2 separate regions of the Sus scrofa genome follow, and region 2 is linked to region 1. Evidence: chromatin contacts called from public HiChIP or PLAC-seq data. All regions are on one chromosome and are shown on one strand. Each heading gives the region's core, a stretch centred on a gene start, on an enhancer-like site or on the middle of the called end of the contact. The rest is flanking DNA. Distances are from core to core; before and after follow the strand shown.

Evidence for each region. HiChIP or PLAC-seq counts read pairs in DNA pulled down with a chosen protein or histone mark.
Region 2: an H3K27ac HiChIP or PLAC-seq map of alveolar macrophages shows a contact between it and region 1. The contact joins the promoter of CCDC186 here to the promoter of DCLRE1A in region 1. A contact is called at or near these places in 1 of 47 Hi-C or Micro-C datasets (embryonic fibroblasts) and 2 of 2 datasets of contacts at active chromatin or transcription factors (alveolar macrophages and skeletal muscle).

The regions. Positions count from the first base shown.
Region 1 is chr14:124,159,243-124,166,402 of Sscrofa11.1, forward strand. DCLRE1A (DNA cross-link repair 1A protein) reads right to left here and starts at 3,137. Exons shown (of 10, transcript XM_013983742.2): 1 at 2,998-3,137; 2 at 1,333-2,490. The coding sequence starts at 1,825. NHLRC2 (NHL repeat containing 2) reads left to right here and starts at 3,475. Exons shown (of 11, transcript NM_001243561.1): 1 at 3,475-3,677; 2 at 6,573-6,725. The coding sequence starts at 3,500.
Region 2 is chr14:124,517,094-124,524,253 of Sscrofa11.1, forward strand. CCDC186 (coiled-coil domain-containing protein 186) reads right to left here and starts at 4,052. Exons shown (of 17, transcript XM_001927027.7): 1 at 3,836-4,052.

The sequences.
Region 1 (7,160 bases), core at 1,887-4,386:
CTGTTCATACCTTAACCATTTTAGATTCTAAGGTGTGAAATTCAATTGGATAAACTGGTTAATAAGGCTTTAATAATCTGCAAACCATTTCCCATCATGCCGTATGACTGACAGTCTGTAAACTATCTCGGCATATTCTCCTGCATGTTCATTTCCAGGCTTATCAAAATATGATCCCCCCACCCCTCACCAAAAAAAAAAAAAAAAAAAAAAGATGTTACATTCAATTGGAAGACTTCATTGCTTAAAACCTAAAACCACCTCATAAAAGTACATGCTATGGAACAGAATTCAAGAATGCACCTGAAATTCTAGTCAAAGGAATTTAGTCAGTGAAAGAAGCAGAAGAAAAATCTCTTTGAGGTGGCTTCATCTAGAAGACAGTTCACCCTGAAGAACTCACCAGAGAATTCCAACGTCTATTTCTGATTTTCAAGCCACTTAAAAGCAAATTACAAGCATTTGATGAGGCTTTACCTTTATCAATGAATTATTTTTAAACGTTATTGTACATCTTCATGCACTACTTTAAAACGGTAACTGGAGGTTAATAATAAAATGTCCTCTGAATCAGAGTTAACATGAAGGTCATACTGAGTATTTTTTTTTAATTGTAGTGAATTTCAATTCTTTGAGATTAAAAAATATATATATATGTATAACTTTAAAATATACAAATCATCAATAACAGCTAATTCTCCATACACTCTAGGTTGGATTTTCTACATGTTAAACATGGCATTTATTATATAATTTAAAAAACAACCAAACATAGCATTACTTCAGTTATCATTTAGCACAATTTTATTCTTAGAATCTTAATAACCTAACACTCCTTCCCAGTTCTTCTTTCTGTACATTAGCAATGATGATTAACGTAGCCACATTTAGAAGGGTGGACTACATTAATAAGTCTCTAAAAAGTCTGTTTCCTAAAAGATAACAAAATGAGCAAGTTGTTTAACTTTTAAGAACCTTCATCTGTAAGATACCATCTCCCTTATGTAGGTGAGAGTACTTTGCATATGTGCTCAATTAAGTTATGAAAAACCACAGAGTTAAGACCTGTTATGAAATAGGATACACTGAAACTATTTTCAAGTTTGCAACATTCTTTACAATGACACCACTGACTTATCTTTTTACCCTTCACAAGAAGGATAAAAATGCATACCTTGTTTCCTTCTCGAGAAAGTCACTTATACATTGAGACAGCGTTTCATCTCTCCTGTGATTTACTGCTTTCTTGGCTTATTTCACTGGGCTGATATGTTTGGCCTAACATCGGTCATTTCAACTACTTAGAGTCCACTCTCTTTTTTGTAATCTTACCTGTTTTAGAGACTGGTAGGGAATCCAAACATTCAAAAACATGCCATCGAGGTGTTTGACCTAGCAAGGATGAAAAAGGCATCTGGCAGTTTGGACAGTATCCATCATAAACTGGCCGTACCTTCGGAGACACATGTTTGTTTTTGTGAGTCTTTCTTGGTGTGGTCTCCCTGTCTTGGCACTGCTGAATACCATCTTCGCAACTAGAATTCTGACTAGAAGCTACAGAAGTCTGACTGTTTGTTTCTCCAAGGCACATTTCTGGGGTCCTCACTTTCTCTTTAGCTTCTACAGTTCTTTTTTTATTTCTGTTTCGTTTTGATTGGTACTTTCCATCTGTTGCTTTTTCAACAGATTTTGGAATATTCTCAGAGCAATTATTTGAATGTACTGATTTAGGTTTTCTTTTGGATTTGTATTCCCAGATGTCTTCTTCCAAAAAAGTGTCTTTTTCCAAAAAAGTGTCTTCTTCCAAAAAAGTGTCTTCAAACATGGCAAAATGACTTTAATCATAAAAGAAGCACTAATCTAAGTAAACTGAGGGTCTACTTCCTGTTACGAAAATTTTAAATAGAATTCTTATTCCGAAAAAAAACAAAAACAAAAACAAAAAACCCCTCTAACCTGATGGGATTCTAAAGCTTTGGTAATGAATATATTGGCAAACTACAAACCTTATACCTGAGAACACCTGCTATTCCATTTATACTACAATGAAATTAACAGGGGTAGCATCTGAGAAGTTTTCCATTGTGTATATTTCATTCAGGTATCTTGGCTTTTTCCAGGACTTGTTTCATAAATAAAAATCAGTAATACTTTCAACGCGAAGCCCTAATGGGAAGCATAGGGTTAACAGTTTAATTTTAGAAGGAGCTTTGTAAAATTGTTATCAAGCGTCCTTCAATTCTATTTCAACTGGACAATTGTCCAAATAATACAAACCCAACCACAGTTCTTGGGTAGACGGCTCAGCAGGTATTCCAAACATTCCAAACACTGAAGGCTTCAGTTTGCTAGTAACACTAATCACACCATAATCAAATGTGTGTGAGTCGCAAAAAGCTTAATTGCCCTTATCTGTGACTCGTGGATATTCAACAACTTCAGTGTCCTGGGTCAGTTCAATTATCTTCTTCCAGCAGCAATGAACAAACACTGCACAATGAACAAACAAAATTCAAAGATGTGAAGTCGTGCTCGCACTGAGGCCACCCACATTCCTCACTCCAGACCACAGGGGTGACCTGCCCTCTCTCCACCAGCCTCAAAACCAAAGTTTACCTGCCTGATGCCTCTCAGTTGCTCGACCTCCTCTTTAGATGTAGGAGGGTGAGAGGCCAGTGAATGGGCCCTTACCCGCTCTAGGGTAGGGAGAGGGTGAGCTGCTGACACAGCCCGCTCCGCAAAAGCCGTCAGAGCCCTTCCCTTCCGAAGACAGAGCCCGAGCCTTCAGGGATCCCCGCCGCCACCCACCTGCCACCCTCACCCCGCCTTGTGCAGCTGCAGCTGAGTCCACTTCCCTCGCGCCCCCTTCCCCTGCTCGGCTGACAATCTATTCGCGCCCGCACTTTCAGCACTGGACCGTAACAAAATCCTGCGTTTGTGTATAAGCCAAAGCCATTGGCTAGTCACTCCCAACTTTAAAAAAGCCTGCTCCTTTACCTTTCGTGTCGTGGCGGGAACAGTTTCCTGTTACCGATGTTGTGTCGAATCAGCTGATCTTGGTCTAAAAGTGGGACTTTTAAAAGAAAAAAAGTTTGTGCCCTTTTAAGTCCTACGGATTTATTTTGTTTTATTTTAGTTCTAAAACCTGCTAATTTCCAAAGTGAAGGGTTGGGGAATGGGTCTCTGAGAACTTCTAGAACGCTTGCCCAGAGGCCTTTTCCATGTTGAATCTGGCGCGCTGAATGTGCAGACTCAGCTGTGGCGTGAGGATTTAGAAGGGGCGGGGTGGTTTGGGACGGTAGTTTAATTACGTGCCTGGGAATAGTGTCGATTTGTGCTCTAGCGTTTGAAGAAAAGTGCCATTAACTTGGAGGGGGGCCGGTGGTGGGTGAGGCGAATGTACTGTTCTGAAACCGAAGGGCTGTAAGCGCTTCCCCCTTTCTCTAAACGAGGCCGTCCGGCGGGCTCGGCAGCCGCCTCTGGACGGTCCGGAGAGAACATGGCGGCGCCCGGAGCCCGGAGCTGCAGCCTGTCGGGCCTGCTCCCGGCTCAGACCTCGCTGGAGTACGCCCTGCTCGACGCCGTCACCCAGGAGGAGAAGGACAGCTTGGTCTACCAGTATCTGCAGAAGGTGGACGGTTGGGAGCAGGACTTATCAGTGCCCGAGTTTCCGGAAGGTGAGGGGCTGGCTTCAGGGTGGGGACCCCTCCCGGAACCTCCCCTTCCTCGGGGACTGCGCCCTCCCCTGAAGCGGTGGGCGAGGCGGGATTGTGCCACCGCGCCGGGGAGAGGCGCTTCGCACAGCGGAGCATCTGTCCCCCGGCGGCGGCGGCGGCGGCGGACCGTGGGTTTATGGAGGGCGGGGACCTGCATCTTCATCTCTGCAATCATCTAGATCTGCCCGGGCCTTATGTTAACTAAGTAACTTTCCCCGAATGTTTCGTTGGCATGATGCCAGTGTCCATGCCACCCTGTCCTTCCAGTCTGGTTGCCCAGCATCATCATAATTCTGCATTATCGTAGCTAACCTTTATTGATCAGTTCTTAGGGGCCCCACACAGTTTTCATCACTTTAAGGGTACTATTTTATTTAATCCTCTCTGCAGTCCATTGAAGTGCTCTTAATTAGCCTTATTTTATAAATTGGGGGACTCAGGCACGGGATCAGGGAGATTGAGTCGTTTGCCGAGGGCATCCTAACTAAGAATTACCAGAGTCGGAATCAGCAGACTCCCTTCTTCTGCCGGTTTCTTTGCTGTGCCACACTCCTCTGTTCAAAGTTTGAAACTTGTAATTTTAAAAGTCTGAATTATGACCTGTCTCCAGGGTTTGAATCCTGGCTCTGTGAATGTTTGGAGCACTAGGGAACCTGATATTCCTAGCAGTGCTGTTTATGAAGCGCATCTTATTGTGATACATGAAACCGAACTTTACCTTCTTTGGTTGGGGCTGGCATTGTTTTGCCTGGTGGTGTTGGCGTATCTCCTGGCATGACACTGAAACCACATGTATAGTTAATTGGTTGGACGTGACAGGGTTCAGTATCTCATGAGAGGTATATGGGAACCTTGGCTCTGATGACAGCCTCCTGTGCTTCTAAGCCTTTTGCTCTCTCTCCTTCAAAAGTGCTAATTTTTTTCTGTTATTAGTCCTATCTTGGTATTGTGTTATTGCAGAATTCTGTCAAAAGAGTTGGGTGCATTTGTGCTTATCCCATCAAAGAAACTTTAGAAATTTATATACATGTATGTATATTTTTAAAGAACTCTGTGAGAAGTTAAACTTACATAGTACGTTGTCATAAATGAGCATGCCACCAACTAGGATTCAGGCCAGTATTTTTATCTTCTTGTTTGTATTTACAATGAGTGTGTTTTATTACCATGAGATTTGATCTCCATGACTCATACATAATATTTCAAAATATTCAAGCTTCATATTTGACATAGTCAAGCTTTCTGCTGGACCTGCTTATTGAGGACAGAATACTAGATGGATTTTTTTTTCTTTTTTTTTTTTTTGGTTTTGGTTTGTTTGTTTTTGGTTTATCAGTTACTGTGATCAGAAAGTCCTAAACATAACTCCATCTCAAAAACACTGAACTTTGTTCATTTCTTAAAAGAAACACCTTTTATGGAAAGCAGTGTGATATAATGGATGGATTCAAATGGTTCTAGAATTAAATCCCAGTTATTCCGTTTGTTAGTTGCATGATTTTAAGCAAGTTACTTGAAGCCATACTTTTCTCACTTCTAAAATGGGCCAAGTATTTACCTTTGAGGTTTATTATGCCAATTGAAAGTAATAAATCTTACATTTCTCAGGAGAGAATAGGAGAGCTCAGTAAATAGGAGAGCTCAGTAAATGTTAGCAACTTTTAAGATTATATTCATTGTAATTATAAGATGCATTATTATTCTTATTAAGTCTGATAAGCACCTAGCACAATAACTGACATGTAATACTTTCCCTACCTCTCCAATCTAAGTCAGGCTCGACTGTTTACAGAAAATAAACTTGAGACAAATTCATAAATATTTTAAAATTAAAAAATGAAATATACATTAGTTTGAAGTTTTATATGGCCACTTGATCTGGTATACAATGGGTAATTAAGACCTCTCTATACCCTAAAACCTCACTAGGTTGGACCAATTGACAAAAATACTAATCTGGTTTGCAGATTTTTTTTCTTTTAGAATTTTGTTTTAATCGAATTAACTCCAGTTACTGTTATTAGTTGTTATTATTCACGTGTTCTACCCAATTCTGGCTTTCAGTTTCTGCAAAATATTCCCAGACATATGCTTCACGGTATAATTAATAGTTTAGTAGCTGCATTTATTTACTTGCAAGCTGCAAACTCATTCTCTTCGATTTCTTAAATTGATCAGAGATGCTGTACTTTTAACCTGCTTCTGTTTAACAGAATCTTTCTTCCTAGTGCATAGTTAAAATTGTAAATCGTGGTCAAGTAATTATAGATTCTGATTTACAAAAGCACAGATTAATGAGATCCTATTTTTCTTTGGAGGGAAGGGAACATGCTCTTCATCGGTATTAATGTTGCTTCCATGAAATCGATGATAATGACTGTGTTTTGTTTAGCTTTGCATTTAAAATATTTTGTATTTAAGGTCTCATTCAAATCCAGAGCATTTCAGTTCTTTTTCTTATGAAATTGGCTTAGGCATTTTGTGTATGTTTATCCTTATGTTTATCTGTTCCTTTTTGACATTTAAAGATTGACCATCATTCTCAGTAGCCATTTGTACCTAATCATGTACTTAGGTCCTTTTAATATTTGATATTTCCTCTCGTTTTTACCTAAATATATTGATTTTACTTCCTTTCACACACAGACGAGTGTACTGTTTCTGAAAGAATTTGGTGGCTTTGTCTTACTATATCTACAGACTGCCACATAATAGTGGATTTCCCATTTTTACCTCCCCACTCCCTTCCTGCCCCCCCATCACTTCCTTAGAAATAATAATGGTTCACATTTTCATGGAAATTTTTAGATAAATTATCTTTTCCTTTAATCATAATTTATTTTGTGTAAATTTCAGGGTTAGAATGGCTGAACACAGAAGAATCTATTTCTATCTACAAGGATCTCTGTGGAAAAGTGGTCGTCCTTGATTTCTTCACCTACTGCTGCATCAACTGTATTCACCTCTTGCCTGATCTTCATGCATTAGAACACACATACTCTGATAAAGGTATCTGCCCTTTAATTGGTTTCTTACAGACTGTCCTGGCATAGTCACTGAAAGAGTAGCTGACTCATTTGCTCATAGGAGAATGAACATTTGGCGAGACTTCAATGGTTCTAAAAGTAATTTCTAATCTATGAATTAAGGACTCCATGTACCTTTTCCTGAAGAGTTAAGCTTAGTGATAATGGTTTGCCTTCCTAAAGAACCAACATTTAGTATATGACTTTTCTTTAAGGATAAGGACATAATTTACTTTTTTCATGAGCAGGTATTTTAAAAAGGTCATTTTGTATATCTCAACTTACCTGAATTTCTTCTCAGGAAAAAAAAAAAGGAAAAATGAAAAGTGTGATTAATTTTATACTCCTCTAGATATGATAAAAAAGTTTAAAGTTCTTTTTAGGAAATGCGATGAGGTTTCCTTTAATTTTGAATGAC
Region 2 (7,160 bases), core at 2,802-5,301, 360 kb after region 1:
TCCCAAAAAGTACCCAATCCTGTGACACGATAATAAGAAAAATGACCCCATAAAGATTCAAGGAAAAAGAGGGTAGGTGGCCATATCACATATCACATTATCAAGTTATGTCATATTACCAGTATTAAGTATTGTAGATCCAATTTTATATATCTCTAAAGTTTTGTGGGGGGTGTTTTGGCCATGCCCACAGCATGCAGAGGTTCCAGGGTTAGGGATCAAACCCATACCACAGCAGTGACAACGTTTGAGAATCCTTAACCCACTGAGCCACAAGGGAACTCCTAAAATAAGGTTTTTTTAATGTTTTGCTTTTAAGGGCCATCGGTGCAACACATGAAAGTTCCCAAGCTAGGGATCAGAGTGAGAGCTGCTGGCCTACCCTCACCCACATCTGAGCATCATTTGTGACCTATATATACCACAGCCTACAGCAACTCCAGATCCTTAACCCAATGAGCAAGACCAGAAATCCAACCGAAACCCTCATGGATACTAATCAGGTTTGTTTCCAGAGCCACAACCTGAACTCATAAAATAAATTTAAAGTAGAAAAATTACTAATAAACAAATCTCATTTTGAAGCTACTTACATAGAGCTCACCAAATTAATTTTAACAAGTCTAAGAAAACATGGAAATATTTTCAGCCAGTTTCTCCCAAAATTGGAAAATTTTAAAACAAAGTGGGGGGGGGGGCTGACCCCTTTCAAAAACGAAGGCTAGTAACTTTTAAAAATTAAGCTAAGGTGAATTCTGCCTTATATTAAGACGTTCTAAGGGTTTTTTTGTTTTTTGTTTTTTTGCTTTAAAGGCCACACCTGAGGAATATGGAAGTTGGAAGTTCACAGGCTAGGGGTCAAACTGGAGCTGCAGCTGCCAGCCTATACACCATAGCTACAGCAATGCCAGATGCTTAACCCACTAAGCAAGGCCAAGGGTTGAACCCACATCCTCATAGATACTAGTCAGGTTTGTAACCACTGAGCCACAATGGGAACTCCCAAGAAGTTCTGGTTAATGTTTACATTTTGAAGCCACCTTTGGCCTGGGCTTGGTTAATTTGGAATGATGTAGTTTACCAAAAAACTAAATTATTCATTAGCTACTACATAATCATCCCTACAGTAGACTTCACATTTCATGTCTTAATGATGGACAACTACACACAATCTAATCAATACTTTCCTTTGCTGGGTTTGATTTCCACTTTGTATCTACTGCCCTTTCACGCCAACACTTTTTGTTTCCTTCACAGCCCAAGTAGATTTTTAAAATCTCAGTAGCTAAGAAATAAGGTTCAAAGGTGATGTTTGAAATAATATAAGATGAGAGGGTTATTTGCAAATTTAAATTATATGCTCCCAAGGTTGTCCTGAAATGATACTAAACATGCCCAACACTGTAGGCCCAAAGACATGCTTATGACAAATTCGAGAATCAGCCTTAATTATTTAAAGCTAGAGATAAAGGGTAAAAGACAAATCCAAATTTTATTGGGAAAAAAAAAAAGAAACAACTTTAGGCATGGAGACTTACTTTAACATGAAACTGTTAAATGAATTTTAAAAACTAGCAGTTAGTCATTCTTCACAGGAAAGATGATTTTTCTAAACAAGGCTGCTTCAACAGACCTATTATCTCTTCCTTTTAAAAAGCATACTTCACTGTTTTACCTTCAGATCTGGATGTCAGCATGTAGCTGTAAATAGATAGCTTTAAACTGAATATACTATGCAAACATTATCAGCTATACTGTCATTGTATGATATCAAAGAACAACTTCTTAGTTTACAGGTGAAGGAACTAAAAGGTTAAAGAGTAGTTACTGTGCTACAACACTCCTTTCCTGTTAGCAATGATTAAGACTCTGAAATACCGAAGTTCCAGTTCTGGCACAGTGGAAACAATCCAACTAGGAACCATGTGGTTGCGGGTTCAATCCCTGGCCTTGCTCAGTGGGTTGAGGATCCGGTGTTGCTGTGAGCTGTGGTGTATGCTACATATGCGGCTTGGATCTGGCATTGCTGTGGCTGTGGTGTAGGCCAGCGACAACAGCTTCAATTAGACCCCTAGCCTGGGAACCTCCATATGCAGTGGGTGTGGCCCTCGAAAAAGACAGAAGACCAAAAAAAAAAAGACTCTGAAATACCAATGATACTCTATGGAATCTCCATTGCTTAAAGGAACCTCTGAGTTTATATGCAGGTGTTCTGAATTAGACAAGGTCTTAAAAAGAATAAAACCAACATAAACACATGCCAGGGACTTCTCTTCGTGGCTCAGTGGTAAAGAACTCAACTAGTATCCCTAAGGACACCGTACAATCCCTGGTCTTGCTCAGTAGGTTAAGGATCCAGCGTTGCCATGAGCTGTGGTATAGGTCACGAAGCAGCTCGCTGCATTGCTGTGGCTGTGGGGAGGCAGGCAGCTGTAGCTCAGATTGAACCCCTTTCCCTGGAACGTCCATATGCCCCAGGGCCACAAAAAGCAAAAAAAAAAAAACCATGGATTTCCAGGTAGAATCTTCAGTAATTATACAGTCTTGCCTATTACAATGAATAAGGAGTTTTAATTCTTTACACTTCAAGATTTGTGAGTCACTCTATACCATCACTGTGCTTAAAATAACAGGAAAAATGAAAAAAACTATGCCAATCATCACTGTTTTCTGCTTGTGGATAAAGTACTAGAAAATAGCTGTATAGAGAACAGTATACTTTATACAAAGACACTCTAGTTTTACTATCAGTATCTCCAGAACCTTAATCTTTCCCACAAGATCAACACTACAAATATGAAGGCGTAAGTAGTAGTTGGGAAAGCTACACCCACAACTAGCATATCTGAACACCTAACAGATTTTTTTTTTTTTTTTGAATGACTATCAGTACTTTTCTGGAACACTTCCACTGATTTACCGCACATTTTCCTTAGAAAAACTCTCAATCTATCATTTTGGAAGAAATAAGAAAAATGGGTGTCAAAGGTACATCACACACACACAGAAAACTGCCAACTGTCTGGGTCTGCATAGCATTACTAACTATATAATTCCTCTAAGTTAACAAGATTATCAAATCAAAAATAGTCTAAATGTTCCAACTCCAAATCCAGGCCTCTTCCCTCTGAACAAAATCAGGATATAAATATTAGCTGAAGTTTTTAAGTTGTCAAAAGTCAAGCAATACTTGTAACTGCACTGTTCCCCAAAGTTGCTACTAGGGGACGTGTAGAAGGGCTTTTACCATTTTACAAGTTTGACAAAGACCCTAATTTGAAATATGATCCTTACCAACCAAGTTTATCAAATGCCTTCATGTCCTTGATCGAAAGGCAACATAAACAGCAAGAACAATTTCTCTCCTATCCACAATCCCAAAGAATCGTATCTAAATCACAATAATGGAAGTATTTGGAAAAAGGGTAAAAAGTCGCCAACAGTAAACATAAAACAAGAACACAGTCAACTTGGAGACGAAAAGAGAATTACAAGATTGAGTCTAGGACCGAGCAGGTGGGGCTCAGCTGCAATAGGCACTGGGAGACCAGGAATCCGCCCAAATTCCGCCGCGCTCTAGGTGTAGCTCCAGAGCCCCGGCCCCCATGAGCCCCCGCGACCCCACGGCCGCCTCCTCCTTTGGCGGCCGGGGAGTAAGGGAGGGGGGCAGAGAGGAGGGGATTCCGAACTCCGTACCCCAGCCCTCGCTTCGCTCCCTCGAGAAATGAGGTGGGGAGCCGGCCCCAGAACCTGCAGGACCGCGGGAGAGGTGAGCGGTCGGCCGCACGCCACCGCGACTCCCCGGTCCGCCCCAAGCGCCCCCCGAGGCACTTACCCCACTTCTCCGAGCTTCAGGCCACACCCCTAACAAGACTGCTGGAGCTCCGGCTCTGGGACCAACTTCTCCATAGCGGGGTCCCGCAGACCAGGAAGTGGGGGGGGCGACAGGGGTGGGGACAGAGCCGAGACCACGTTACCTCTGCCGCGCCTTCCCCAAGCCCCCGCGGAGCTGACACATCAACAAAGATGGCGGCGACGCCGAAGCCGGCCTGGCTACTGCTGAGGGGGCGGGGCCTCCTGAAGAAGCCAATCAGCGCTGCGTGGGAGGTGTGACGCGACGCACCTTGGGGCCGGGGTAACCTGTCTGCAGTGGGCGGGGCCGGCAAAGCCGTCTCCCGCCCCCTGAGCGCCCAGCCCTGCCCTTAGACTTGCTGGATACCCCCGCCCTGGCTGACCCGGCGAGCTCTCCCTCCTGCCTCTGGCTACAGCTCTGCGTATCAAGCCCCGCCCCGGCCCAAAGGGGTTATCGCTTCCTGTAGGACGCGCCCTTGGAGATAATTCCTCTTCACCCTTTGGCCCTTACTCATTTTAGGGGCATAAATAATAAAAGAGAATTCAATATCCATGTAGAGCACTCAAGCAAGTTCTGAAACCGCTTCGTATCTGCTTTGTACTGTTGATGCCTTCCTGGTATCGTATGTACCCCCAAATTCTGCATAGACCATTTCGTGTAATGGTAAGTGTAAAACAAATGTTAAAGGAAGATTTTTATTAAGAATCAGAATGTTTATTCATCATGTTGTTACAATTTAACATTTATTTGTGGTTTTGTGATTTGGTTAATCTATAAAAATTGTAGGTAGAAAGGTTTATATTTCATCTTCTTTTGATGTTGTAAACGTGCTTTTTAAAGAATGGATTATTTGAATGTTTATGGCACCTGACTTGTTAAAAAAAAAACTACAAAAAAATTAGAATTGTTAAATTGTGTCCGTGTTAACAAAATAACAAACAAACAACAAAAAAAAGAGAGAATTCAAAATTGTGACTTCCCAGTTCTGATGCACCTGACATGGGCGGAATCAGCAGGAGCAGCCTCCCTGCCCACCTGACAACTAGTCTCTGGGAGAGGCTCCAGGGGTTTCCATAACACCGCGTTTGTATCCACCGCGTAGCACCGACTGCCATTGTTTAATAATAAACAGTTGATCAGTTCGTGTCCAGTACTGGACTGTGAGCTCCTTGACGGCACACAGCATGGGGTTTGACACGCAGCTGCTCAATAATTAGCAAAAATAATAATAATAACAATTGTATGGGGGGGAGTGTATTAAATACCCTTGCCTAATCGCAATCAGAGGTGAGCTGTTTCAGTCTGTGGAGGTTTTGCAAACCAACTCTGTCCAGTGAAGTGCTGTTCTTTGATTTAATACTTCTAAAGCTCAAGTCGAGTAAATATAGTTAATCTTAACAAGTCATCAATTCGAGTTGATAAAGCAAAACTTTTTCCTGTTCTGTTAAGCTTCTTTGATACTAACTAATGGCAAAAGCCACCCCCAAACAACCCCCCAAATAAAAATAAAAAACCCCATATTAAAAAAAGAAATCAATATTGTGTAACTCTGTTCCTCTTTTCAACAGGAAATGGCACCTTCCTTCTTAAAGGAAGATACTGACAAGATGGAGGATAACGTGAGGAAAAAGAATATGATATATACAACTGGGTCACTTTGCTGTACAGAAGAAATTGACAGAACATTGTAAATCAACTATAGTAGAAAAAATAAAAATATTTAAAAAACATGCAGTTAAAATGTGACAATAAAGAAATGATTTGACTTTAAAACAACAAATTGACCGCACAGTACTATTGAGATGTCATTTCCAGGGGAAACATTTAAAAAGAAACTCTAAGCTTTTTAATATGCATATTGTCGGTAATAACATTTATACTGTCATTTCTGAAATATATTAGTATAAAGCATATACATAATCTTTGGGAACCAAGATTTTCAGTATTAAAAAAAAGAAAATGTAAAGATTAAAAAATCAGGGAGTTCCCGTCATGACTCAGTGGTTAATAAATCCGACTAGGAACCATGAGGTTGCTGGTTCCATCCCTTTGCTCAGTGGGTTAAGGATCCAGCATTGCCGTGAGCTGTGGTGTAGGTCGCAGATGCAGCTTGGAACCTGCGTGGCTGTGTCTGTGGTGTAGACTGGCAGCTACAGTTCCGATTAGACCCCTAGCCTGGGAACCTCCATATGCCTCAGGTGCGGCCCTAGAAAAGGCAAAAAAGACAAAGGAAAAAAAAAAAAGATTGTTAAAATCAAAGAAATTAAGTAAAAACACTGCAATCCTAAGTTTGATTTTAGAAACATCAGTGTGAACTACTAAATTTGAATTTAGAAATATTAGCATAAACTCATGGTGCATTTTTTTTTCCCGTTAAAAGAAATCTGTGCACTGAAAAGGCCTACAGCAATGATCAACTCAATGCATAACCCTATTTTCCTATAATCTCTAAATATAATTCCCCACTAAAAATCACCTGGGCTCCTCTTGGAGCTCAAGGCCTGAATCTATATTTGGGGCAAGAAATGTGTAAGAAAGCTTAGGATATACTGGTTATATCAGAATGCAAAGAAGAGAGTTCCCACTGCGGCGTAACAGAAACGAATCCCACTAGTATCCATTAGGATGCAGGTTCAATTCCTGGCCTTGCTCGGTGGGTTAAGGATCTGGCATTGCCTGCCGTGAGCTGTGGTGTAGGTCACGAACGCACTGGGATCCTGCGTTGCTGTGGCTGCGGCTATGGCCAGCAGCTAAAGCTCCAATTCAACCCCTAGCCTGGGAACTTCCGTATGCTGCAGGTGTGTGCCCCCCCCCCAAAAAAAGAATGCAAAGAAAACAAAAATAGGAGTGTGTCAAAAAGACTCAGGAGCCAGGAGCCAAAGGTGTTCAAAGGTGTTCCCACTGGTCAAAGATGGGAAAATTTCAGGGTTCAAAAATAGTAGCAATTGAGACACATCTACTAGGTTAAAAATCAATGAGTATGTTGATTTTTTAAAATGTCGTTGGTTACCTTCAAGGATGCCAAGGAATCATCACATTCTGAAAACTGATGAAAGAATCAAGCATCCTACCTTTTCTGCTGCAAACTGTATCTCAGCCAAACAGTTAATGTGGGAAAGTTCTTTTTTTTTTTTTTTTCTTTTTTGCTTTTTATATAGGGCATATGGAAGTTCCCAGGCTTGGATCCAATTGGAGCTGTAGCTGCTGGTCTACACCACGGCCACAGCAAAGCTGGATCAGAGCTGCAGCTGTGAACTACACCACAGCGCATGTCAACTCCAGGTCCTTAATCCACTGAGTGAGGCCA